Linked DNA regions of Mus musculus: region 2 is linked to region 1. The links are chromatin contacts, called in public Hi-C maps. All regions are on one chromosome and are shown on one strand. Each heading gives the region's core, a stretch centred on a gene start, on an enhancer-like site or on the middle of the called end of the contact. The rest is flanking DNA. Distances are from core to core; before and after follow the strand shown. Region 1 holds the start of Rara (retinoic acid receptor, alpha). Region 2 holds the start of Naglu (alpha-N-acetylglucosaminidase (Sanfilippo disease IIIB)).

Region 1 (5,613 bases), core at 1,837-4,336:
GTCTGGGAGGTCTGTCTGCCTGCCTGCCTCTTCCTCCTCCTTACTAAATTCCTGGAACAGGCAAGGGAGGTTCCAGTTGCAAAGAGAAGAGAAGGCAGGCGGTCCCAGCTTTGGGGAGGGGGGGGAGATCCAAGGAGGGGTGTGGGGACCAGAGAGGGAGGCAAGAGCCAGACAAGAGCCAGACGAAGCAAGAGACACCCACACCCTAACCAGACTAGGGACACACACACACCCACACTGACATATTCTCACACTCTGGGCCAGGTCCCCCTCACGCCTCCCACCCTGCAGGGACACCCAGACACCCTCAACTCATCTTGCCAATTCCCAGAACACCTCCTTAGACACACAAGGAGATCCAGACCCTGCCCTGCCCTGCCCCCACAGCCCACAGAAAGCGTGTGGGCTCCAGACAGCAGCAGGAGGGCGGGTGGAGGGAAACACAGGAGGAAAAGACAGCAGGCGTCAGCTAGGATGTGTAGCCAAAGCCTCTGCAAGCTGGGGGTATCAGTGGCTATGCTTCTTTCTCAAGACTTGGTAAGTCAAGACAACCTCGGTCATCTTGCCAGAGGCTCTTGCCACAGCTTCCCACACTCTCAAAACCACCACCACCAGCCAGGGGTGGGGTGCTGGGAGCAAATCATTGTACTTACTTGTCAAAGGGATGGGATTGCCTTCCCCAGCCACCATCACCCTACATCCTAGGCAGTGCTCCCCAGCAGACCGTAGGGAGGACTCAGCGCACCAGGGCCCCCTCCAATTGAGAAGGGGTCCCTCTCTGCTCAGGCATCCCCGGGGGCATTAAGGCTATTCCGAGCCCTGCCCGCATGACGCCTAACTCTGAAGACTATCCATCTAAAACCCCAGTTCCTGAACAGAGTCACCTGGTAAGAAAAAAACGCAGAAGGCAGAGCCAGCTTCAGAGAGCAAACGGTTAACGGAAGCGTCCGTGTCAGTGTCCCCCCCACCCCCACCCAAGCAGACCTGAAGGCTACTCAAGTGTCCTCACCCCCTCACTAGACAGGCTGACAGGAACAACGTCATGGCGTGTGTGGGTGACTGTGCCCACCGGAGGAGGCACAGGGGTGATCAGGATGAGCTACAGCTAGCTTCCTGCCAGGCTGCCACATGGTTAAGAGGAGGAGGTGAACCAGAGAGGGATCCCAGAGTGGCAGCAGGTGCATTCAGGGTCAGATGAGAGAGAGAGAGAGAGAGAGAGAGAGTCAGAGCTGTGGCAGGCAAGGCCCAGCCCGGGGGGCTTCACTGAACTGCGACCAGCTCCTGCAGTGTGGGTCTTCTGCATACACCACAGGTTCACACCCTCCAAGTGCCTGCACACCCACCATCGTAGGCTCCCAAGGGCCTACTTGAGTCTGACCCCACTGACCGCTCTGCTTCCCAGCCCAGCCTCCCAGGCAGCAGTGATGTATATGCCAACCCCTCCCAGTGCATCATCTTTCAGAGACACAAACTCTGTGACTCCACATCCCCCCCTATTCCTCAGGAGAAAGAGCTACATAGATAACTCCAGAACCTCTTCTTGCTCCCTCCCCCTACTCATCTCCACCCCTCCAGGGGAAGCCCCAAGGCTCCAGGCCACCCCCACTCGAATCTGGGCCTTCCGTGCTTCATCTCCATACAAAGCCCTGGAGGAGTAAGAGGAGTTTGGGGGTCTGAACCCTAATTTCCTCACAGGACATCAGAGTCCTTACTGGATAATATCCTCCCCCGCCACTCCCCCACTCGCGTGCCCCAAGTTTTGCCTTGTGAAGATAAAAGATGACAAATCTGAGTCCCATCCCCGGGCTGATGGGGTGATCAAGGGCAGAACTGAGAGCAAAGGGTAGCAATTCTGTTGGAAAACATCCACACATACATGTGCACACGGTCCACAGGTAGAAGGTAGCCATCTGGCTGCAACATCGGGAGCTGGCATCAGGTAAGGAGCAAGGGGTACCATCCCTTCCATGCCAGCATGCTGGGCATCCTATCCAAGACGGGATGAATAGTGGAGGGGCAGGGCAAGAAACTTCCCAAGACTCAGTTTGTTGTTGTTGTTGTTGCTTTTTAAATTATTTCCATATGAGCTAGCCCCCACCCCCAGCCTTGCACACTGGGGAATCTGTCCCCCTTTCCCACGAACAGTAAGACAGCAGGGCAGTGCCCAGAGAGAAAAGGAGACACAGTTAAACTGATCTGCCAACCACCCCTCAACATACACACATCTGGCTAGCAGCTTCCAAGCCTCGTGGGTGGCACTAAATCCCAGACATCCTCAGCGAAGCAAGGTCGGCCAGTCTATTCTGTCCTTCCCTCACCCCAAAAGGCTTCCACAAGCCCCAAGTAACACAAAACTCAGGCGCGTCTCACCCAACTGCTCTGGCTCCCGCACCCAATTCTGACGGCTCCCCCACACTCCAACCGAGACACCAGCTGAGCGGGCCCCGCCCCCCCAGCCAGTTCCCTCTGGTGGGGGTGGGCCCCTGGCTGATTCTCCCCAAACCACAGGGCGGCTCAGGTAACAGGAGAAAGAGTAGGAGGGGGCTAGTCCGTTGGGCATCTGATCTCTCCCCAAACAGGTTTCAAGAAGTCTTTTTGTTTGGTTTGGGTTTGAAGAGAAAAGAGAGTTCCCAGCAGTAGATCCGCCACGACTGGAGCGCCGAGGACACGCGCGGCAGGCGGCCGCAGAAGCCTCAAGGCTGTGCGCGCGAAGACGCGGCGCAGACGGGGCTCCCCAACCCCGGACACGCCAGCGGCAGGCTGGGAAGTCCAGGAAACCCCAGGTCCCCGTCGAAACTGCCGGGCACCCAGTCCCCGCCCGCAGTTCCCATCCAGAGTGGGCCACCGGGCCCCGAAGTGTGAGAGAATCGAGGGTTCCCCAGGGTTCCAGGGGAGAGGTTACCTCGAAGCGAGGGGATGCAACCCGTCTGCGTGTCTGCGGGCACAGGGTCTGCCCCAAGCAGGCGCCGCGGCGCTGCCCGGCGTCAGGGGTGTGGGGTCCTCCGAGAGGAGCCGTCCGGGGGGCCGCAGCTCAGGGGCGCGGGGCGACGGCAGCGGCCATGGCGAGTCACGTGCAGAGGCTGAAACTTTACCCGGAGCCCTAGACTGGGGGGGGCGGAGGGTATGGAGCTGGGGTGGGAGGGAGGCCCCCCTGCCGCAGGCCCGCCCCTGCATGCCACGGGCCAATCACTAACCGGGGGCGGGTCCTCATGCTCACACCCGCCCCTCTCTCCTTAATAGACCCAGGGAAGGGCGAGTCTTAAAGGAGACGCTTCCAGCTAGTGGCCGGACCGTGGGAATCTGGGAGAATCCCTCCCTCAACACGCCAGAAAGAGATTCGGGGTGTGTGTGTGTGGGGGGGGGGGCGGTGTGAAGTTCAGAGAAAAGAATAAATTACGACTCGGCGGTGAACGAACCTCAGGGTGCGGGATCCTACACACACTCCCTTTCCCCACCCCCCACCCCGCTACACGCCCACACTCACAGAGACACACACACATCACACACACCTACCAAACCTGGGAAGAAAGGAGGTGGTGTAATATGGAGAACGCACTGACTCCTGCCCCAGCTGTCAAGTCTCTGTCTCTCCTAATCACAATCCTCCGGGGCCAGCTGAAACTGAAAGCTATCTGACCTTGAGCAAAACACTTGGCTCCTCTGGACCTTAGTATTTCTCATCTGTAAAGCCGAAGTACAAAGGGAAGACCGTCTTCTCCATAGAACATCCTTCTTTCCCAAACACCTCTCCGGCTTGAGTAGGTTAGAGGAAATTTCTAGCTCAACTGAATCCCTTCGAGTAGCTAGAAATATGGTCACCCCAAGCCAGCTCTTTGGACGGCCTGGAGTCGCTCTCCATTCTAGAAGACCCACTTGAGGGCCGAGGGCAGTTCATACATGTTCCAGGAGGACAGGATCTGAACCACACTCCATCTCCAGACCTCAATTCCCAACTGTCACAAGCCCCCTCCGGGCCAGCCGGAGGTTAAGGTTTCCACCTCTAACACTGCACTGGAGGAGGGTGAGTCCACTATGCAGTGCCTACCTCACCCGAGTTCCCGGGCAGAGAAGTGGCAACTGCCCCCCACAGGACATCCCACTGGCAAGGGAAGTGCCACACACCCAGGCCTCCACCCTGGGGACGCTCAGTCTAATCCGATGTCCGGATTTTCAGACTAAGAACAGGAGGTCCGAGGCCCATATGGGATTTTGTCCACGGTTGCATGGGTGTCTGAACCGGGCCTAGAACTAGAATATCTGCTTGTCTCTCTGTGGCTTTGCTCTGGCGGCCTTGGAAGGTAGGTAGCACAGCTCAGGTCCGTGGGACACTCTGTCCAGAGGTCGGACGCAAGGGAAAACTCCGCAAAGCGGTGCAGCGCTTCCCCAGACCCTTGCCGCCCCGCTGGGCTAGCGCAGTCTCCCGCTCCCGTCTGGATTTCCGCCGGGGCGAACCACCCGCCCAGCCCCTCTCTTGCCGCCCCGCCCCGATCTGTCCCGTCCAGATCCATCCACAAACATGCGCTCAGCAGGCAAGAATGCGTCAATGGCTCCCAGATGTGGAGGCCGCCGCTTAACCCATTCCCTTCCACGCACCCACTCCCGTGCCCCCGTCAAGCCTTCCAGCCAGAGCCCCACCATCATCAGGAGCCTCCATACAAGTGAGGAACCTACCTGGCTGAGAGGGTAGCCTAGGGCCAGTTCACCTCTAGTTTCCATAGGCTCCTCTAGCCTAGATCCTACCAGATAGGTGCATGCACAGAGTTACACTGCCTCCCTCCCACATGGGCAGCCTTCAGACACACCTGCGGGCATATGGATTCAGGTACACTTTTTTCAGGTACTTTTTCTTCTTCTTTCTTTCTTTCTTTCCTTCCTTCCTTCCTTCCTTCCTTCCTTCCTTCCTTCCTTCCTTCCTTTCTTTCTTTCTTTCTTTCTTTCTTTCTTTCTTTCTTTCTTTCTTTGTTCTTCTTCTTTCCCCTTCTTTCTTTCTTCTCCTTTCTTCTTTTTCTTCTTCTTTCTTCTTCTTGGACAGGGGTTCAGAAACCTCTGTGTAGCCCTGACTGTACTGGAACTTGCTCAGTAGACCTGGCTGGCCTTGAACTCAGGGGATCTGTGCCTGCCCTGCCTTCTGGGTGCAGGGTAGGATTAAAGGTGTGTGCCTTACCTTGTTGCATATGGGTATACTCTTCTTGAACACACACCCTGGGACAAATGGCCAGCCCCACACATGCTCATAATGTGACTGTGTACACCTCCAAGGCATATATGCACACCCGACACACACACACAAAGGGTGCCTACACATAAGGCCATGGAGTGGAGTGGAGTGTGCATATGAAATGATGCAGCTGGAGGTCCATATGGGCACAAAAGAGAAAACCCATACTCACACAAACCACTGCCCAGAGGAGTCAGACACATTCAAGATTGGACACACAGCCTACACACTGTGGGACACTTCCTTCATGCCCAGGGCACCACAGGTCCAAAGTCCAGCCCTACCCAAGCATGACTGCAGGATCAGAAGAGGTCCCTGGGCAGGGGACCAGGAGTCAGAAGTCCACAGCAGTAGTTGTGTTGGTCTCAAAAACGGGGTTCTCGGGACTGGAGAGA
Region 2 (5,613 bases), core at 2,214-4,713, 2.1 Mb before region 1:
TGAGCATCCTCAGGACCTAACACAGGACCGGATCTGACATCTGTAGACACCTGGGTAAAGGTGCACTGAATGAAAAGAATGAAGTTTCCACAGCTTGGTGAGCAAGATGGAGGGGCAGCCGGCAACCAGCACCACACGCCGTGACAGTGGTGGGAGCCAGGTCCTAACTGGCTTGGTGATAAGGGTCCTTGCAGGTGCTGGATGACAGAACTTCATGAAGGAGGAGGAGCCTCATCCAGACCTTGAAGGTCTCTCCAGCCACAGAAGAGAAGACAGTTCAAACACGAGCGCAGAGACCAGCACACTCCCTAGGCCACCAAGAGCAGCTACTCACTAACATTGTGTGCCTGGCAGCACTCAGGACAGCAGGTAAAGGAGCCATCTTGTTACTTAGTAATTTTCCATTCCTTTTCTTTAAATATTCCCTAATTAAATAATTAAGTTATGTACTTATACATAACATATATAAATTATTCACACATACACATATTAAAGTTAGGGACTGAAGAGAGAGTTCAGCAGTTAAGAGCACTGGCTGCTCTTCCAGAGGACCCAGGTTTGATTCCCAGCAACCACATGGTAGTTCACAGCCATCTCTCACTCCAGCATCAGGGCATCCCGTGCCCTCTTCTGTTCTCCGAGAGCACCAGGCACAAATATGGTACACAGACCTATATGCACAGGCAAAACACTCACACACATAAAATAAATGAAAACCTTTAAAAATTTGTTGAGTTGTCTAAATTTGATGTTAACAATGTAGGAATCCTGGGAATACTTTAGATTGATTTATTGTTATTTTCTGGGTATGAATGCTTGCCTGCATTTATGTCTGTGCACCGTATGCATGATGTGTGCTAGGAAGGCGATCAGCTCCTCAGGATTTGGGAACTACCACGTGGGTGCTGGGAACTGAACCATGGTCCTTTGCAAGAGCAGCAGGTGCTAAGAGCCGAGGCATCTCTTCAGCAGGCCCCCGCCCCATGGGTGGGTTTCTCTATGTAGCTCAGGTTGGCCTGGAACTGGTAGTGTTCCTGCCCCAGGCTCCTAAGTACCAGGCTCAGAAGAGTATGCCATCATACCCAGCAATGATTCTATTTGACAAGCAAGGAAACCGAGTCAGAGTCATCCAGCAATCTGCAGTGGCTGACAGCAGAGGCAGGAGTCAAGCCGAGCCAATATCCGGAGTTTCAGCATTTCCTTCTGCAGGGCGACCCTTTTCCCTTAGAGCTGAGCAGGGAGGGAGGACCTCACCTGGTGATGGCCTTGGGGACATGCCCTGCGAAGGCAGGCAGCACTGGGATCATGCCAAAGGAGCGCATCCGGTCCAGGATTCGATGCTGGGAGGGATAGAGGTCAATGTGACAGGACCTCTGCTGGGGGGTGTCCCTTGCTCCCTCAGGAAGGGAACACAGATCTATAGATCAGGCAAGAGCCCCGAGGCTAGCTAAGCACCCATCCCTGGCTCTGTGAACACTCAGCCCCCATTCCACCATTCCTTAGCCACTCTTTACCTGCAGGTAGACTTGACTGAGGTGCCAGGAACGGGGCAGGGGGCCATCCCAGGTGTGCAAGTTACCCATGCGTCCCCAGGCCAGGAAGGCAGGACCGGTGAAGTACGTATCGATCTCTGACTGGGTCAGGCCCAAGGCCAGGTATACCTGTGGAGCAGGAAGAGCCCCTACCTATAAACCACGTCATTGGACAAGTTCTTGCTCACCACCTCTCTGAGCTGGGGACTACTGCTACTAAGACAGATCTGGACCTCAGCCTACAGGGAGCTCACGGTCCAGGAAACAGCTCCATGTCTGTGGGATGGGTGACTCTCTGGGACACAAAGAGGCTTCCCTCAAACCACGGAGAGTCTCTGGCTCCCCCCCCCCCCCCCCCCCCCCCGTCATCCTTACTTAAGCTAGGGTCATCCGGGAAGAAGCAGCCTCCATTGACAAAATACCCCCATCCGATTGGCTTGAAGGCAATCCTGTGGGGGCACTTTCTTGACTGGTGACTGATATGGAAGGGCTCAGCCTATTGGGGGCTGTGCCATCCCTGAGCAGGTGGTTCTGGGTATATAAGAAAGACTGACCAAGTCAGGAAGCAAGCAGTGTTGCTCCAAAGTCTCTGCTTCAGTTCCTGCCTCCAGGTACCTGCCCTGATTGAGTTCCTGCCTTGGAACTCAATCTTGAATCTTCCTGCCTCTACCTGAGTCCTGGGATTACAGACATATACTGCCAGATACTTTGTCCCACCCTGGAAGGCCTCGGTTTCCCAGGGGCAGGGGTGTATGTAAGGCAGGCAGGAGAGTGTGAGGGGCCAGGTTGGCACAAACCCTTTGCCAGATGGCCTCCTGGCCATTCCAAGCCAGAGCCAGGTTGATGCCATTCAGTGCCATCCAGTCAATCTCTTGCTCCCAACGGGCCCAGTCCCACCACACGAAGGAGTAGCTGTGCGTGCACACATTCTGGTAATAGCGGTACCTGCGGGTAGGGGCACATTATTGGGGACATATGGGATGCCTCACTCACCCCTCTGGAACACTTCAGAGGCAGCCAGAGGCAGCTACTAACCCCAACACAGTACGCATACAGGACAGTGGGCAAAGGTTTCAATGTGCCTCCTCTCCTGCTCATTCCAAATCCACCTCGGGTGAAGCTGGAACTTCCCGCAGACCTCCCTAGCTAGTAGCTATTGTGAATACATAACTTCATTTTTATTCAACATGCCCAGAGCTCCTGCTGTGCATCCTGTGGTGTCTTAGGGTGTCAGTGCCATAAGGCAAAATTGGTCTCTCTCATGAAGAGGGCTCACAGTTCCTATAGTTTGTCATTATTTCCAGCAGTGGGGGCTGGGAAGCTAAATGATTTGGCTCAAGAATATACAGCTAGAGGGGAGCCAAGATTTGAAGGCACAGATCCCCGAGCCAGCACTTCCTTCTCAGTCTCCAGGCGAGTCTGTAGCTGCAGCCCCGACTTAGGTGTGCTGGTCCTCACCAACGGTGGCTGTCCCGAGGCTGCAGGCAGCTGCCCCAGCCGTCTGGGACCCACAGCATCAATACCTGTTGGGCGTGGTTTCGGTCAGCCCGTCGGGCACAGCGGGCAGCGGCCACGGCAGGTGCAGCTGAGCGCTGGACCAGGCCACCTGACAGCCACAGAAGTCACGCAGGTAGCGGTGCAGCCCCGCGGCTGCCGCCACGCCCGTGGAGCCGCGCACAAGCACTGGCACCCCGCCGCCGCCGCTCAGGCTGTAGGTGTCCAGGCCCGACTCGTCCGCCAGCGCGCGCTCCACGGACACCAAGAAATTGGCCGCCGGCCCGGGTCCCAGTAGCCGGACCACCAGTTCCCGCACGGCCTTTGCCTCCCGAGCCTCATCACCCACAGAGCCCCCAGCCAGGAGTAGGAACCCCAGAATCACGGCCAGCCCCGCGGCTTCCATGATGCCAACCGCGCGGCCGCTGCCCCCTCACAACCAATACCAAGCTCCGGGCCCGCGGGGCAGGGCTGCCAGCATCCAATCGGCTGCCGACCTCGGGCCACGTGACCTGAAGGTTGGCTCCTGCTACCCGCCCGGAGAACCTGGTTTCCGGACTCAGACACTGGTCAGGGTCTGCTGACCGCGCTCGTGGCTGGAGGGTGCGTGACCCTATGAAACATCCTCGGCCCGATGAGACGCTGCGCATGCCCAAGCCCTTTCAGATTCGGCCCTCTTTCTTCCGCAAGTCACTTCCCTTCCAAATATCTAGCCACTCTTTTAAGCGACGAGAATTGAAGCCAGCCAAGACTTGGCTCTACCACTAAGCTATATTCTAACCCCTCATCTAATAAATGTGTATTTGGATTTTATTTCGTATCAGACTGTTGTTTATATTAGAGAAGTCTCAGTTGTCATTTCTGGCTAAAGATCTGGAAACCAAATAAGGATTTCTCTGGGTGAGAAGATAGCTCAGTGGATAAAGCGCTTGCACCTGAGGACATTCATTTGAATTGGCAGAATCCACATAAAGCTGTCCCAGCATTGGGAGGCTGCAATCCCAGTGCTCCCGGGAGATGAGCGCTGGAGACAGCTGCCCTGATGTATAAAGTGACAGATGGGGAAGAGACCTTATCTTAAGGTAGAAGGTAACACCCGAGATTGTCCTCTATTGACAGCAAAACCCACAACTCTCGCTTCAAAAGGACTGAGAGCTTATTCTGAAGCCCAATATGAATGACCATGGCCCTGGAACAGTTTTAGGTCAACCCAGTTTCCATGTTCCAATGTGGAAATAATTTGAAGTTTTTATAGTAATGGAGCACATATCAAAACACTTTTTTGAATAGATTGGTGGAGACATCAGAAGTGGGTTATAGTGAATCTGGGAATCAGTTGCAGGCTTCAGATAACATTCTTAGCTTCCAGGATGCTGGAAGCTGGTGGTCTGTTAAATTAATGCATTTCAAAGGAAAACTCGTGTTCAGTACGTTCAAAAAAAAAAAAAAAAAAAAAAGACTTACCCATTGTCATAAAGCTGTTAGAAGTTACCTGGTGCGTTTCCTTCTATGAAGTGATGACAAATGATAACCAACAAAGAATGGCAAGGTGAACCAACACCATCTGGCAGTGTCTACTGTCCCTTGGGCTATATTTATGTCTTTTTAAAAGAAACATCATGTGTTTTCTCAAGTATATGCTCTGGTAAAACATCATATCCACCCCCCCCCCTTTTAGGCTGTCTCTAGAAGAACATCATGTGTCTATTCTTAGCAAATCATCTTTTCATGGGTCTGCTTTAGCCAAAACATCTCTCATAAGACAGTTTTTAGAAAAACATTACATGACACAAAGGAGTCTTCAAAGAAACCAGAAATTTTGACTTCAGACCAAACTATAGACAAATCGATGTTCCTTTACCAATTCATTTTCTAATTTCTTCTTGTTGTTTTGAGACAAAATCTCATTCTATAGACTGGGTTGACCTCGAAGCCAAAGTAAACTTCCTGCCCCAGAATCTCAAATTCCTGTGATTATAGGTACACCTATTTTTTTTTCTTAGAACAGGGGAATTGTGGTAGCTTTATGGACTTGTGTGCTGACAGTAGTTTGAGCCAAGGAGTTTAAGACCAGTATGAACAAGAGCAAACCTCAAAAAAATGGTGGTGGTGGTGGGGGCAGAGTGAGATGGCTCAGCAGACAAATGCACTTGCCACAAAACCTGACAACCCGAATTTAGTCCCTGGGACCCAGGGGAAGGAAGAGGAGGAAGGAAAATGATCCTTAGAAGTTGTCCTCTGACCTCCACATACCAGTCACGGCATGTGCACAGGTGCACTAGAGTGGGGTACTAATGAACGAATTAACTAACTAACTGTCTATGGGTGTGTTGTCCCCGTATATATATGTCTATATACCACAAATGACTGCAAGGCCAGAAAAGGGCTACAGATCCTCTGGGACCTGAATTACAGAGGCTTGTGAGGCACCATGTGGGTGCCAGGAATAGATTCCAGGTTCTCTGGAAGATGAGCAGCCAGTGCTCTTAAATATTAAACCATCTCTTCTTTAGTCACTCCACTCCCACACCATTTTTTTTTTTTGAGACAAGGTGTCACCAAGCAGCTCTGGGTACCACTGTGTACA

Evidence for each region. A called contact is a pair of places that touch in the nucleus more often than the background predicts.
Region 2: a contact with region 1 is called in a Hi-C map of B cells, with 5 read pairs. The contact joins the promoter of Naglu here to the promoter of Rara in region 1.

The regions. Positions count from the first base shown.
Region 1 is chr11:98,935,169-98,940,781 of GRCm38.p6, reverse strand. Rara (retinoic acid receptor, alpha) reads right to left here and starts at 3,086. Exons shown (of 9, transcript NM_009024.2): 1 at 2,903-3,086. Gm46294 reads left to right here. Exons shown (of 3, transcript XR_003949771.1): 2 at 2,580-2,858; 3 at 3,241-3,519.
Region 2 is chr11:101,067,944-101,073,556 of GRCm38.p6, reverse strand. It overlaps Naglu (alpha-N-acetylglucosaminidase (Sanfilippo disease IIIB)), which reads right to left and starts at 3,463. Exons shown (of 6, transcript NM_013792.2): 1 at 3,056-3,463; 2 at 2,330-2,477; 3 at 1,515-1,661; 4 at 1,255-1,340. The coding sequence starts at 3,432.